3 separate regions of the Mus musculus genome follow, and regions 1 and 2 are each linked to region 3. Evidence: chromatin contacts called from public Hi-C and targeted proximity ligation data. All regions are on one chromosome and are shown on one strand. The core of a region is the stretch at or near the end of the contact, and the rest is flanking DNA. Distances in the headings are between cores, read along the strand shown. Region 1 overlaps Cep78 (centrosomal protein 78). Region 2 has its middle 56 kb from the start of Psat1. Region 3 holds the start of Psat1 (phosphoserine aminotransferase 1).

Region 1 (4,276 bases), core at 349-2,848, 40 kb after region 3:
CCTCACAGTGTGCTTCTACTCATGGATCCTCCTACCTCAGCTTCGAGAAGGCTGGGGTTACAGCTATGGAGCCCAACACTTGGCTTTGCATTTGTGAGTGCGTGTGTGCATTCATTCGTGTGTCTGTGTGTGTGTGTGTGCGCGCGCGCATGTGTGTGCTCGTGAATGTGCATGCGGAGGCCAGAGGTTGATGTTGGGAACTGCCCTTCACTGTCCCACCTTTCCTTGTGGCAGGTCTCTTAATCAAATGCAGAGCTCACAAACATAGGTGATCCCGCTAGTCAGCTAGCTCTCCATCTCTGCATTCCGAGGCTGGAAGTACAGGCAAGTCATCACACATACCTTGCATTTATGCTGGTTCTGATCCAAACTACAGACCTACAGCTTTAATGACAAGTAGTTAAACACCGAGCTAACGCCCTAGCCCCTGGGTTTATATTTTAAAGGCTTCTGAACATTTACTTAAACACAGAATTTTAACTTAAAAGTTTAGTTTGGGACCACTGAGATAGCTAAGTTTAGCATTGAGTAGCTAAATTTCTAGCACTCACATAGCAGTTCACAACTGTTTCCAAGGGATCTGGTCACTCTTCTGGCCTTGCTGGGTACTAGACACACATGTGATACATGTCCTCAAAACATTCATATACATAAAATATATTTTTAAATGTTATATACCTAAGGAAAACAAAGATATAAAATATCTAAGTGTGTGTCAACAAAACCTCTCAACAAACTGCTTTAAAGTATTTCCTCAATGGAAAACTTTTACACTCAGACTGGATGTTTGAATATGCTTTGATCATATCAAACTCCTTTTCTCTTTAAAGACTGATCTAATGTAAATGAAGAAAATATCTAATTTAAAAATGCTTAAAAAAAAAAAACTTCTATGTGTGCATGTGGGGATGGATTTCTGAGAAGAGGGCGCTGGGTCCCCTGGACCTGGGGTCACAGGTGGTTGTGAGCCACGTGACAAGAGCAGGAGGAACTGAACTCAGTCCTCTGTGAAACCACCACCTGCTCTCAGCTGCTGAGGCCCTTTCCAGAGCCAGCCGTGACTAACAGTGCCTAGAACTAAAACAAAATGTTCATTACGTTTCATGGCATGCTGGCTGTGTGCGTGAGGCGCATGTGTGCCACAGTGCATACATGGAGGCCAGACCGCAGCTTCTCTTCCACCATGGGATATGGAGATCCTGGTGATGGAGTCCAGGTTATGAGGCTTGGCAGTGGGCACCTTCAACTCATGAGCCGTCTCACCAGCACATAAAATCCATTTATGGAAAGACCTTGCAAACTCCTGTGTTTATGATTCACATACTGATTTAACGCACCACAGCTTGAGAAAGGAGCCTATAGTGAGTCTTTCCCCTGCAAGCCAGTGAGCTTCCTGGACTCACTTATATGGCACAAATGAGGGGCTAATAAAGGGGGCATGGGTGACGCCAAAACAGTGTCATCGCTGCATGGTCCCACCCAATCATGGACAATCGCTTGACATCTCCATTTCTGACTGGCTCTCCACAGCACAGCCAAGTGCAATGACATGAAACAGCTTCTCCCCCTAGTGGAGGGAGTCAGACAATGTCAGATTTGTATCAAGTGTCTCCTCTCAACACTCTTCTTTTCATAGGGGCCTACTATGTAGCTCAGTCTGGACTCAAACTTTCCATCCTCCTGCCTCAGTCTTCTGGTTTAGAGGTATGTACCAAATGAACCTCTGTCTTAACAGCTTTCTGACACATGTCTAGGATTTGACACTGCTTCCAGTAACAAACCCAATGTACTGGATGGTTTTATGTCAACTTGACACAAGCTGGAGTCAGAAGAAGGAGCCTCAATTGAGGAGATGCCTCCATAAGATCCAGCTGTAAGGCATTTTCTCAATTAATGATCAATGTGGGAGTGTCCAGCCCATCATAGGTAGTGTCATCCCTGGGCTGGTAGTCCTGGGTTCTATAAGAAAGTAGGCTGAGCAAGTCATGTAAAGCAAGCCAGTAAGCAGCACCCCTCCATGGCTTCTGCATCAACTGCTGCCTCCAGGTTTCTGCCCTGCCTGAGTTCCTTTGGTGGTGAACAGCAATATGGAAATGTAAGCTGACTAAAACCTTTCCTCCCAACTTACTATTTGGTCATAGTGTTTTGTGGCAACAACGGAAACCAAACTAAGCCAGCCTATCACTCTGAAACGTCACATCTACTACGATTCATTTCCCCATGGAAACTGTGGGATGTGTGAAGAAGAGAAACATCTTTTATGAAGCATTTATTCTGCCACTTCCTATGCCTAGCACAAAGAAAGCAGGCAGTAAAGAATGAAGGGAGAAGCCCTGGCCGCGTAAGACGTGTCTACGAAGATGGTTTTCTTCAAAGGAACAAGTGGAGAAGCTTGCCCTCATTTTCTATTCTCCATTTCTTTGCTTAATAGTAGTTAAATTTTGGTTTTTGATTTTTTTTTTCCCCTCTAAAAACTGAAAATTCTCTAAGGGCAAAGTCTTGACCCATTAACCAGCAAATTCTGTAACTCTGGGTCCTGATTTCCTTATCGACTGAATCCACACAGTGACTAAGTGAATGAGCACATATACAAACTCACAAGAGTGCATGAACTCACAACTGCTCAGTGCAAAATGAATGAACATGTGAATTCAACTACATAGACAGGCTGATGATCAAACAGTCTGTTCCCACATGCACACTCAGCACTCTAGGGCAGCCACGGCCTGAGGCTGGCTTTTTGCCACAGAATACTGATATGCCAGAATATGCACAGAATGAAGTCCTCAGAGGATACTCACATAATGACCACCTAAGACTACAACTCACCACCTCAGAGCCTCAGGAAGCAATTCCTGGCGTGTCCCATTTCCAATTGCACAGAGGAGCACAAGTTAGGCTCCCTCCAAGCTGCAGGCTACCCCAGCACTAATTCTAAGTGATGGTTTCCCATGTTGTACTGAATCAGTTACACTTCTTCCCGCTCACCTTCATTTGCTTACGTGAGGGTCCCTTCTACTGTCTTTACTGTGGGCTTACACATTTTAGCTGATTCTCAAGTGAATATACACTACCAGGGTCCTCAATACACCTGGAGCAAGAAGCTCTCTAGTTGCAATTCCTAGCCTTGGTCTTCCTCAGTGACTAGACTATTTTGATGTATTGTCTCTGGGCTCGGTCACAGACCAGTGATAGCAAGCTTGCCCATCATGGATACAGTGTAGTCGCTAGCATTCAAACAACCAGAAGGAAAACAACGCAGAACAACCCCATCAAGCCGACCAAGCTCTCTCTCAGACTCCTGGAGAAGGAAACCAATCCAAGGCCCTGAAAACATGCTCAGAGCTGGAGAGATGGCTCAGTAGTAAAGAGCACTGACTGCTCTGCCAGAGGTCCTGAGTTCAATTCCCAGCAACCACATGGTGGCTCACAACCATCTGTAATGGGGTCTGATGCTCTTTTCTGGTGTGTCTGAAGACAGTAACAGTGTACTCACATACATAAAAATAAATAAATAAATAAATAAATAAATAAATAAATCAAAAGAAAGAGAGAGAGAGAGAGAGAGAGAGAGAGAGAGAGAGAGAGAAAGAAAGAGAAAAGACTGCTCATGGCTCAATGCTCCCCTACATCCCAGCAATAAAACACTCGGGCTCTCTACAGACAAGATGAAAAGTGTTCCCATGTGGTCCACACAGGTTCTCTCCTAAGAGATTATAATTTTGTAAGTGATTACTTCAAGAATTCTCTCTATAAATATCGTGAATTTTAATAATAATAAAAAAAAAGCAGCTGTGGCATTTATCTTCAGGGGATGTGTAATGCTTGCAACTGAACCTAAGGCCTTATATGCTGGCCAGGAAACTGGTTTGCCATTAAAGCTGTATCCCGTAGCTGTCTTTAAATAAAATAAATAAAATAGGTAGCTGCCCTTCAAACATTAATGACATTTTGAGAAGGCGCCATCTGGGAACTAGAAATCTGGGCCCTAACCACACACAAACTAGCTGGACCTTACGTCCTTGCTCTCAGATATGTGAAAATCAAATCTCTGCTGTTTTAAGCCAATAAGCAGACAAACAAACAAATAACAAATGGATAGCCAGTTCTAGATTTGTAAGTTCTGTACCAAGACAGACCTAGTTTTAAGCACTCACTATGGGGTTGCTGGTGTGGCTCAGTGATAGCATGCATGTTGAAGAGTATGAGGTTTTGAGTTCAACCCCAGGTCCCACCAGCTTCCCGTAATTACATGTGAATCATGTAACCCACAAGA
Region 2 (3,991 bases), core at 1,395-3,894, 56 kb before region 3:
TGTGGCAACACACAGAGTCACTTTAACAATAACCGAAATGTCACTGCCTTGCATCTCCCCTGCTGTTCACCCAGGGCTTCTGCCTACAGCAAACTGCCCACTCTAGGATGCCTAGTGATTTTGCATATGGTCCTAGAAACAAATCCATCCTCCCCAGAGAGCCACTGGGTGGCGCTACATCTGCATTGACCTGGCATCACCATAGGTTGGTTGCTTAGGAGTAGGGCAAAGATGCAGGATTGTTACATGGCACAGCGGGGAGCAGACACCTCATTATTCTGAGCTAGTATTCCCCAAACACTAATGCTTTACTGAGGATTGTTTTCTAAATAGCTTTTCCAGTTTTTACTTAATGGCCCTTAAACTTTAAGCAGAAAAAGTAGTATTTATACATTGATCATTCTAACACAACAGCGGGGACATATTCCCTCCTGTCCAGTACCCAAGATCCCTTCTCACGACCCTTTGTGACCAGCATTTAAGCTTGTAGGTATATAAGGAAATAATGCATAGCTCGGTAGATGATTTGCAAGTGTGAAAAGGTAGAAACACAGAGGTCTGTAGACTACAGGTAGAAGTGAAGAGCTTTGTAGACTACAGGTAGACAGACATCAAAGGCAATGAGGTTAGCATCCAAATTCTAGTAATGGAGATCCCTGGGTCACACTGATACGTCAAATTAGCCAGTTAACATACATCAGCTACACTGTGTCCCCCATCTTAGAAGTAGGAGCTGAGGAAGATACCCACATGTGTGTATATATTTGCAAAGTGAGCTCCTGAGGTGTCGACACCCTCTCTCATCCTTACTGAGGACTGCTTTCTTAGCACTCAGATTCTTTTATGGAACTAACTAGAGCAAGGCGCTTATGTTGGGAGTGGCCCCACCCACATCTTGTGCCAGGGATGGAACCCAGACTGCCATGCATGCTGGACAAGCACTCTACTTCTGGGCTGCACCCCAGCCCTGGACTGGGGGATTGCAAAAGATGGATTATTGCCCAAACTGCCTTACTAAATGAGATAAGAAATTATAAATAAAGATTGATGGGCAGACCAGAAACAGGGGTTGGGGGGGGGGGAACCTCTGGTTTTCAAAAGAGACAGATCCTAGAACAAATACCTCCAGGCTTGGGCAAAGCAGGAGCAAAGTGTTTGTCACATGACATTTTATCTTCAGTTGAGCAAGAGAATCACTCCAACTCCACGATGAAGTGTGAGGGCCCTCCAGTGTGTTCGGGGAGTCAGATCTCTTTCTTTTACATGTTTCTCTACTGTCCATTAAATGGGGGCAAGAGGACCAGCTTAAGGTTGCAAACAAATGAAAAAGTACAAGGAAGTAAGCCCAAGAAATAGTCTCTCCATGCTTGCCTCTGCAAATGTAAGTTAGCTAAAGACGAACTGCTCTACGATTAATATGGACTGCATTCGGAATGTTAGCAGGCAAGGGGTTTACTCCTGATCGGGGCCAGTGTTATCATACTTGAGACAAGCAGAGTGTCTAGAGCACAACATTTAAGGAAGCATGGGTTTGCAGGGTCTTACTCTCAGAGATGACAGCAGAACAGCCTGCAAGGGAATACTCCTCCTTAAATTTTGGGTCTCAGCCACGCTGCCTGCTTCACTCTAGTCTAGTCCTTGGCTCTTCCTGGCCCAGTCAAATTTCATTCCACCTCAAACTCAGACACAATTTGCCACATACATGATTTAGAATTCTTGGTCATTTCAAAGATACATTTCACTGGGTATTCATAACAGCCTCTGTGGCACATCAGACTACACTCCCCATTCTACAGAGAACAGGGAAGGTCAGGAGTCTTGTCCAAGGTAGCATTTTGGGGCCATGGCAGGCAAGCTCCACCCACGCCAGTCACCCAAAGACTGCTTCCAAAAGTATTTGGTGTTGTGTTCGATTGCCTCGTGAATTCATTTCTGGAGTGAAACCAACTCAAAGTTTCATATGGCCCATCCAAAGGTGCTGTATCTCTTCATTTGCCCCCTCCAGATCCACAGAGTATAGAGAGGAAGAGTTTAGCCAAGGTTGCTGGCTGCTTAGAATAAATGCCTATGAATTCTCCACCCCCTGAAGCCTTCCACAAAGGCCACAAGCTCCCAGCTGCAACCCTGTGTGGATGGGCAGCCAGGAAAGGCACTTGCCTAGGAGGCCTTAAAATCAGTCACAGCTGGGATCCATACTGCCCTAGCTTTCTGTAGCTCTGGCTTTTCCCTGACTGAAGAACAAAAAATACCATCAGTTGTGGGCCCACTAGCTGGAACTCAGCCATGGGGCCTGATTAGAGTGTTAATTCACCCAGCCCATGAAGCACTCTGTATATTATCCAGCCAATGTTTCAGGGTACCACTAAATTTCATCAAAGTGAAAAAGCCTTCCCCACATCCTCTACAGATTTCTTGTTCTTGGTTCTCAAAGTGATACGTTTAAGAACTGAAAATAAAATGAACTCATTTGCAAATTGTGCTTTTGTGTTCGTGTGTGTGTGTGTGTGTGTGTGTGTGTGTGTGTGTGTGTGTGCAAGTGCAGATCTATATCACCCTTGTCAGAATTCATTGTTATGTGAGTTCTTTCCTGAAGCCTGGATCTAAGGCTCGGCTCGGTTGCATAAAGCTTTGCCTCCCTCTGCTGTCGAGAAGAAGAATCAAGTGTGGCAAACATAAACTCCGAATTGGAGAGACCATTGGAAGGAAACTGTACCTAGGGGTGTTTGTATACGCTGCATAAAGTGGCTGTAACAAGGGCCTAGCATCACAGTATTATCCACATAGCACTTGATTTACAACTTCTCAGGAAAAGTCAACTTCAAACCCAATAAGAACAGATTGGGACGGATTGCATGCTCACCTGCAGAGCAGAACAAAATCAATCAAGTGATTCTTTGGTCACTGGACTAAAAGATTCAAGATTGATTTTTTTCCCCTTTTAGTAAAATATGAAACTCCCTGGAAACTTTAAGTATTACTGGAGTCCTGTATCGTATGAGGATTCATGTGGCAAGAGCGTAGCAATTTGTCTAAAAAACTTTCCTTCGACAACTCTAGAGATGGCTGAATTTGCATGAGCTCATCGGGCAATGATTTTTGAAAGCATTAACCTCAGAAAGAAGGGAGGGTAGAGGTTTCCTGCTAAGTACCAGGGATCTCAATCATAAAATTAAATATTCCCTCGCAGACTTCGTGGTATGGTAATCAGCTATGACCTCTTGCAATAGTCGGTGATCTGCGGGGAATTCTGAATGTCTAAGGAGCTTGATTTTGTCCTCAATGTGCCACACATAATGGGAAGCTGCTTTACAGGAAGTTTCTCCTCCTGTGGAAGATGCCTGGACACTGCAGATATCAGCAAAGCCCAGCCAGGCCTATCTCACTTATAGGCTGAGTCCCTTGCATACGCAGTGGCGCCTCTTTAATGAATGTTTCTACTCTTGAACATACAGTCATCCTAGGTAAGCATTTTGTGTCCTCAGCCAAGGTCAAAGAAACAAACAGGGGTCCAGAGGTGTTTTAAGAGCAAGACCCATGCCTGCCAATCACAGCTGGCTTAACACTCTACTCTCGGCCTGTGGGAAGGGTGGCCTGAGAGCAATGCTTCTATGGAGCTGAGAATTGCCTGCAAAGCTCCCCCACACAACTCTAATACCCTTCCCAGAATTCAGACCTATTCCAAGCTCTAAGTTGTGTTTCTTCTAAATTTTCATTTTATGTATTTGAAGAAGGGGGCAGAGGCATGAGTGTGTCCCAGTACACACATGTGGAGGTCAGGAGACAGAAACAGGCTCTCTCCTTCCAGCCTGTGAGTAAAATGGATAGAAGTCAGGTAATCAAGCTTGGCTGTAGACAACTTTACCTGCTGAGCCATCTTGCTACCCCCCCCCCAGCAGTCCTCTTTTCAACAAATGATTTTTTTTTTCAGTACGTAGGACCGCATGCATGTGAGGCAAGCTAATTTTTGCCACTCAGCTACAACATCAGCCCT
Region 3 (4,129 bases), core at 1,188-3,687:
TATATAATGAGACCTTATCTCAAACAAACAAGAAGAGATACCATTTAAGAACTGTCGTAGATAGGAGTTCGGTAACTTAAACCTGTAGAAGACTGACAAGGGTACAAATCCTATCCTGCTAATCTAGCTTAAAAAGAGAGAGAGGTAGAGAGAAAGAGAGAACAAGATATCATTAAATTTTATGTTGAAACTGCACTGGCCATGTGTGTGTGTAATATATGTTTATCTCAATATGTATGTGTATATATATATATAGTGTGTGTGTATATATATACAATTTGAGTAAATTTTAGTTTATACATTCATATTCTAAAAGAAACACCTGCAACAAAAACAGAATCTTAGTTTTTTATATATGTAGGAGTATGATACACACACACACACACATATATATAAATCAAAAACATTCAAGTTAAATTTCAGTGAACACATCCCTATTAAAAGAAGCACCTGGGACAGAGTCTTGGGTTTTGTGCGTTCAACAGGATTAAACAGGACCTGCCTCAGCAAACAGCAAGCAGGAGCTCTACCAGATCCCGTCCCCCTACTATCTGAAACCATCTTTGAACTTATTTTCAGTCTTTTTTTTAATTTATCTTAGTATTCATTTATTTGTACATCTACCCTCTGAAGCCAGAAGACCTCCGATACCCTGGAGCTTAAGATTTACAAGAGGTTTACTCCAGCAGTGAATTTTTCCAAGTGCCTTCCTTTAAATGATGGCCGGAGAAGTCATGGAAGAGATGGCTCAGCTGGGACAAGCACAGACTGCTCTTCCAGGAGTTGCAGTTGGAGCTCCAGAGCCCACATCAGCTAGCTCACAACCACCTCTAAGTCACTTCCTCAGGCACTTGACCCATGCGCGTACACACACCCACACACAGACACACCCATACATGAATTTTGAAAGCTTCGAAACTAAATCAAGAAGGCTTACTACATTGAAGTTAATCGCACATGCCTGTAATTCCTACATGCTGACTATTTTTGTCAACTTGACACTGTGGGCGGTGCCACCCCCGGGCTGGTGATCCTGAGTGCTATAAAGACTGAGAAAGCCACGGAGAGCAGGCCAGAAAGCAGCGCCCCTCCATGGCCTCTGCGTCAGCTCCTGCCTCCAGGTCCCTGTCCTCATTGCTTTTGATAATGAACTGTTATAGGGAACTGTGAGTGAAATAAACCCTTCCTTCCACTAGTTGCTTTTGGCCACAGTGTTTCATCACAGCAATAGTAACCCTAAGTAAGACACTGCTCTCTTGGGAGGTGGAGGCAGGAATAGTTCAAAACCAGCGTGCGGTACAAAGTAAATTCTAGGCTAGCCTGTACTGAGAGACACTGCCTTACCTAACCTGGCAAAAACAAAACAAAACAAACAAACAAACAAACAAACAAAAAACCCAGAGCTTTCCAAAACAGAGAGGGATGGGGGTGGGGGAGATCTCCCAGAAGGTCCCACAGTTCTACCAAAGACCGTCATGTAAGATGAACTGCAATGGCTGCAGAAAAAGCCCTGTTCTCAGCTTGTGTCGCTGTCCCTACAAAAGAAAGGCGTCTTTCCCTCTCTCACACTATCCTGTTTCTACCCCAACAGAGACCGTGGTGTCCCGGGGAGATCGCCAGGGTTCAACAAAAGATAATTGTACAATTCTTGGCCATGCCTGCGAGCTGTGGCAAGCGGTTACCAGATAGCAGCTTGGACAGCTGGTCCATGGGCTCCCGGCCACGAGAGGCATCTCATTCCGCACAGCTGGGGTGCGGGAGGAACCCGTGCAGGATGGGACGGGATGACACACCGATCAAGTGAATGGAACTTGGCCAAACAGACCAAAGCCTTTCAGAGTCTGAGGAGACAGGCAGGTTTCCAGGAGAAAGGCTTAAGGGCTGGGTGGGTTCGGTGGAGGCGAAGAGGGAGAAGCCGGCAGCTTTCAATTTCCGAGTTCTGAGGACTATGCTCCCAGCGCCCGGAGCTTAGCCTGCGCTCCCCGGAAGGAAACGTGCCGCCCCGACCGCCCATTCATTCACACTCCTACGCTCGCCTGTGCACGCGGGAGCCGCAGAGGCCACGCCACCAGGAGGCCGGCTGGAAGTGAACGCCCGCGTCTGTGCACAGGAGCGCATTTCGGCCTCAGCAACTATCTCTCCACGGCGGCATCCCTGCTCACCGCTGTCTGTATCTCAACACCCGCATCCCGACGCCCCACATCCCGATGCCCGCACTCCGACCAAACCCCAGCCACCTTACCGAGTGTGGCAGCTTGGCAGGCCCGGGCCCAAAGTTAACCACTTGCTTGGTGGCTTCCATGGTGCTAAGGCGACAGCAGGGGAAGTGGCAGGAGCAGAGACCACGCGAACAGCCCGCGTCTCCGGATGCAAAGGCAGAGCGGGCTTCAGCCTGCTGAGTCGGCGCTCCATTGGTTCGCTGTCTCAGGCCGCTCACTGATTGGCTCTCGCTCAGAAGCTCCCCTCCCTATTGGCCACGCTCACTATCGGAGTCTACGATCAATCAACTCCTCCTGGAGTTTAGAATTTCAATCGGCTTTAGCGGTCAACGCAAGAGAGCAGGGGATTGCACCAGCCACCCGCGTGGCGAGGTGCCTTCTGCCTTCGCGCACCTCTGGGCGCAGAGTCCCCTGCCCTGGCCTCTGAACAACTTCGAGGTGGCGCGCAAACCCATTGCTCCTGGCCCACCTCCAGCTGAGCTGGGCTATGCTGCATTTGTCCCAGAGCCAGTCCCCACTGTTCACCGGACTTTCCTAAGACCCTCACAGACACTCCGACGTAGAGACAGGACACTCAAAGAAGGAGGTGCAGCGTGTAGAAATGGTTGAAGAGTGCGGTCATAGGATTGTGACCTGGTGCACCTGATAATCCCAGCAGGGTAAATCAGGAGGATAGCTACGTGGAGGCCAGCCACACTACGTGGAGGGTCCCTGTCTCAAAAATCACATACGAAGCCTTTGTATTTGCACTTGCGCTCTAGCTCACTGCCCCACGGGTGGCTACGAACTTTGGGGGCAGCCCCACCCCACCCCTACCGCCACCCCCACCCTCATCGCGGACAGCCTCTTTCAAGTCGCTGAGTCTCTGTTCTCTCATTATCTCTTTCATGAACTGAGGAGCAGGAACCTGAATGTTGGCTCTTGTGCAGGAGGTCCTCAAGTTGTGAGGAGGTATTAACGGGAGCACAATATAGTCAGGGCCGGAGGAATGTGGCCCTGAGCCGAGCTGGGCACAGTGCCACATCTGTTCAAACTTTTCCACACAAGTTCCCTTTTCAAAGGAGTTGTGCTGGAGGCTCGCTTGAGATTCTGGAACAAGAAGGCCCCTTCTATGCTAGGGTAGTTCTTTTGAAGTCCAGAACATTTTAAAAGCATTTTTCCCTCTACTTTGCAGTTTCACCCAGATTCCTTTACTATGAAAACATTTTCCCAAGTTCTTTTGTACAATGGATGGCAGGAATAGGCACCGTGCCTACTGAGCGTTAATGCTGATCTCCGCATCTGTGGCCTCAGTTTGACAGGCGTGCAATTCAGCCTTTGAGCATTTGGGCTCTTGTTTGTTTCCCATAACCTGTAGAAGGGGTGTGGCTGTGAACAGAAACACTGCTTTGAGTCTGGGAGTAGTAGAGCAAAATTGTTAGAAAAGGCCGAATAAAGCCAGGTCCACGGCCTTCTTCAGCACCTTAGTTTAAAAACTTACATAGCTGGAGATAGGCGGTGTCTTACTGGGGAGGTAGAAGTAGAGGTAAGCCTTAAGTTCAAGGCCAGCCTGATCTACAGAGCAAATTCCAGGACAGCCAGGACTATACAAAGGAACTTGGTAAACTTTATTCACCTGATTTAACTGTTGTCTGGAGCTTAACTTAGGCCTAGTCCTGGAAGCTTCTGGCCTCTGTATAATCTAATCTAGACCCATAAAATTTTCAGCCTCTGAGATTTACTGCTCAATACGCTCACATTTTCTGGCTCTTTCCAAATTCTTGTTGGCTGGTTCAACTCCGCTGTTCTGGCTCAAAACTCCTCTTCAAGCCAGGTGATTCTATCTTGTTTCTTTCTCAAGCTCTCCTGAAATTCTCTGCTTGGCCTCATACTAACTTGGCAACCTACTCTAATCTCCTGGCTCCTCGTTC

The links. Hi-C and Micro-C count contacts between places; a contact is called where the count stands out from the background.
Region 1: a contact with region 3 is called in a Hi-C map of Th1 cells, with 2.0 times the contacts expected there. A contact is called at or near these places in 54 of 484 Hi-C or Micro-C datasets (the AML12 cell line, the BV-2 cell line, the C10 cell line and 28 more), 16 of 130 datasets of targeted methods (the 230-238 cell line, CD8 T cells, the G1E-ER4 cell line and 7 more) and 3 of 9 other capture datasets (adipose tissue, liver and pancreatic islet).
Region 2: a targeted proximity ligation map of neural progenitor cells shows a contact between it and region 3, with 2.9 times the contacts expected there. A contact is called at or near these places in 4 of 484 Hi-C or Micro-C datasets (brain, forebrain, nephron progenitors and 1 more), 7 of 130 datasets of targeted methods (CD8 T cells, embryonic fibroblasts, embryonic stem cells and 2 more) and 3 of 9 other capture datasets (adipose tissue, liver and pancreatic islet).

What each region holds. Positions count from the first base shown.
Region 1 is chr19:15,963,738-15,968,013 of GRCm38.p6, forward strand. All of the region lies in intron 11 of Cep78 (centrosomal protein 78), which reads right to left. Among named protein-coding and RNA genes, the nearest start is that of Cep78, 19 kb to the right of the region's middle.
Region 2 is chr19:15,866,882-15,870,872 of GRCm38.p6, forward strand. No RefSeq gene overlaps it. Among named protein-coding and RNA genes, the nearest start is that of Psat1, 56 kb to the right of the region's middle.
Region 3 is chr19:15,922,622-15,926,750 of GRCm38.p6, forward strand. It overlaps Psat1 (phosphoserine aminotransferase 1), which reads right to left and starts at 2,438. Exons shown (of 9, transcript NM_177420.2): 1 at 2,243-2,438. The coding sequence starts at 2,302.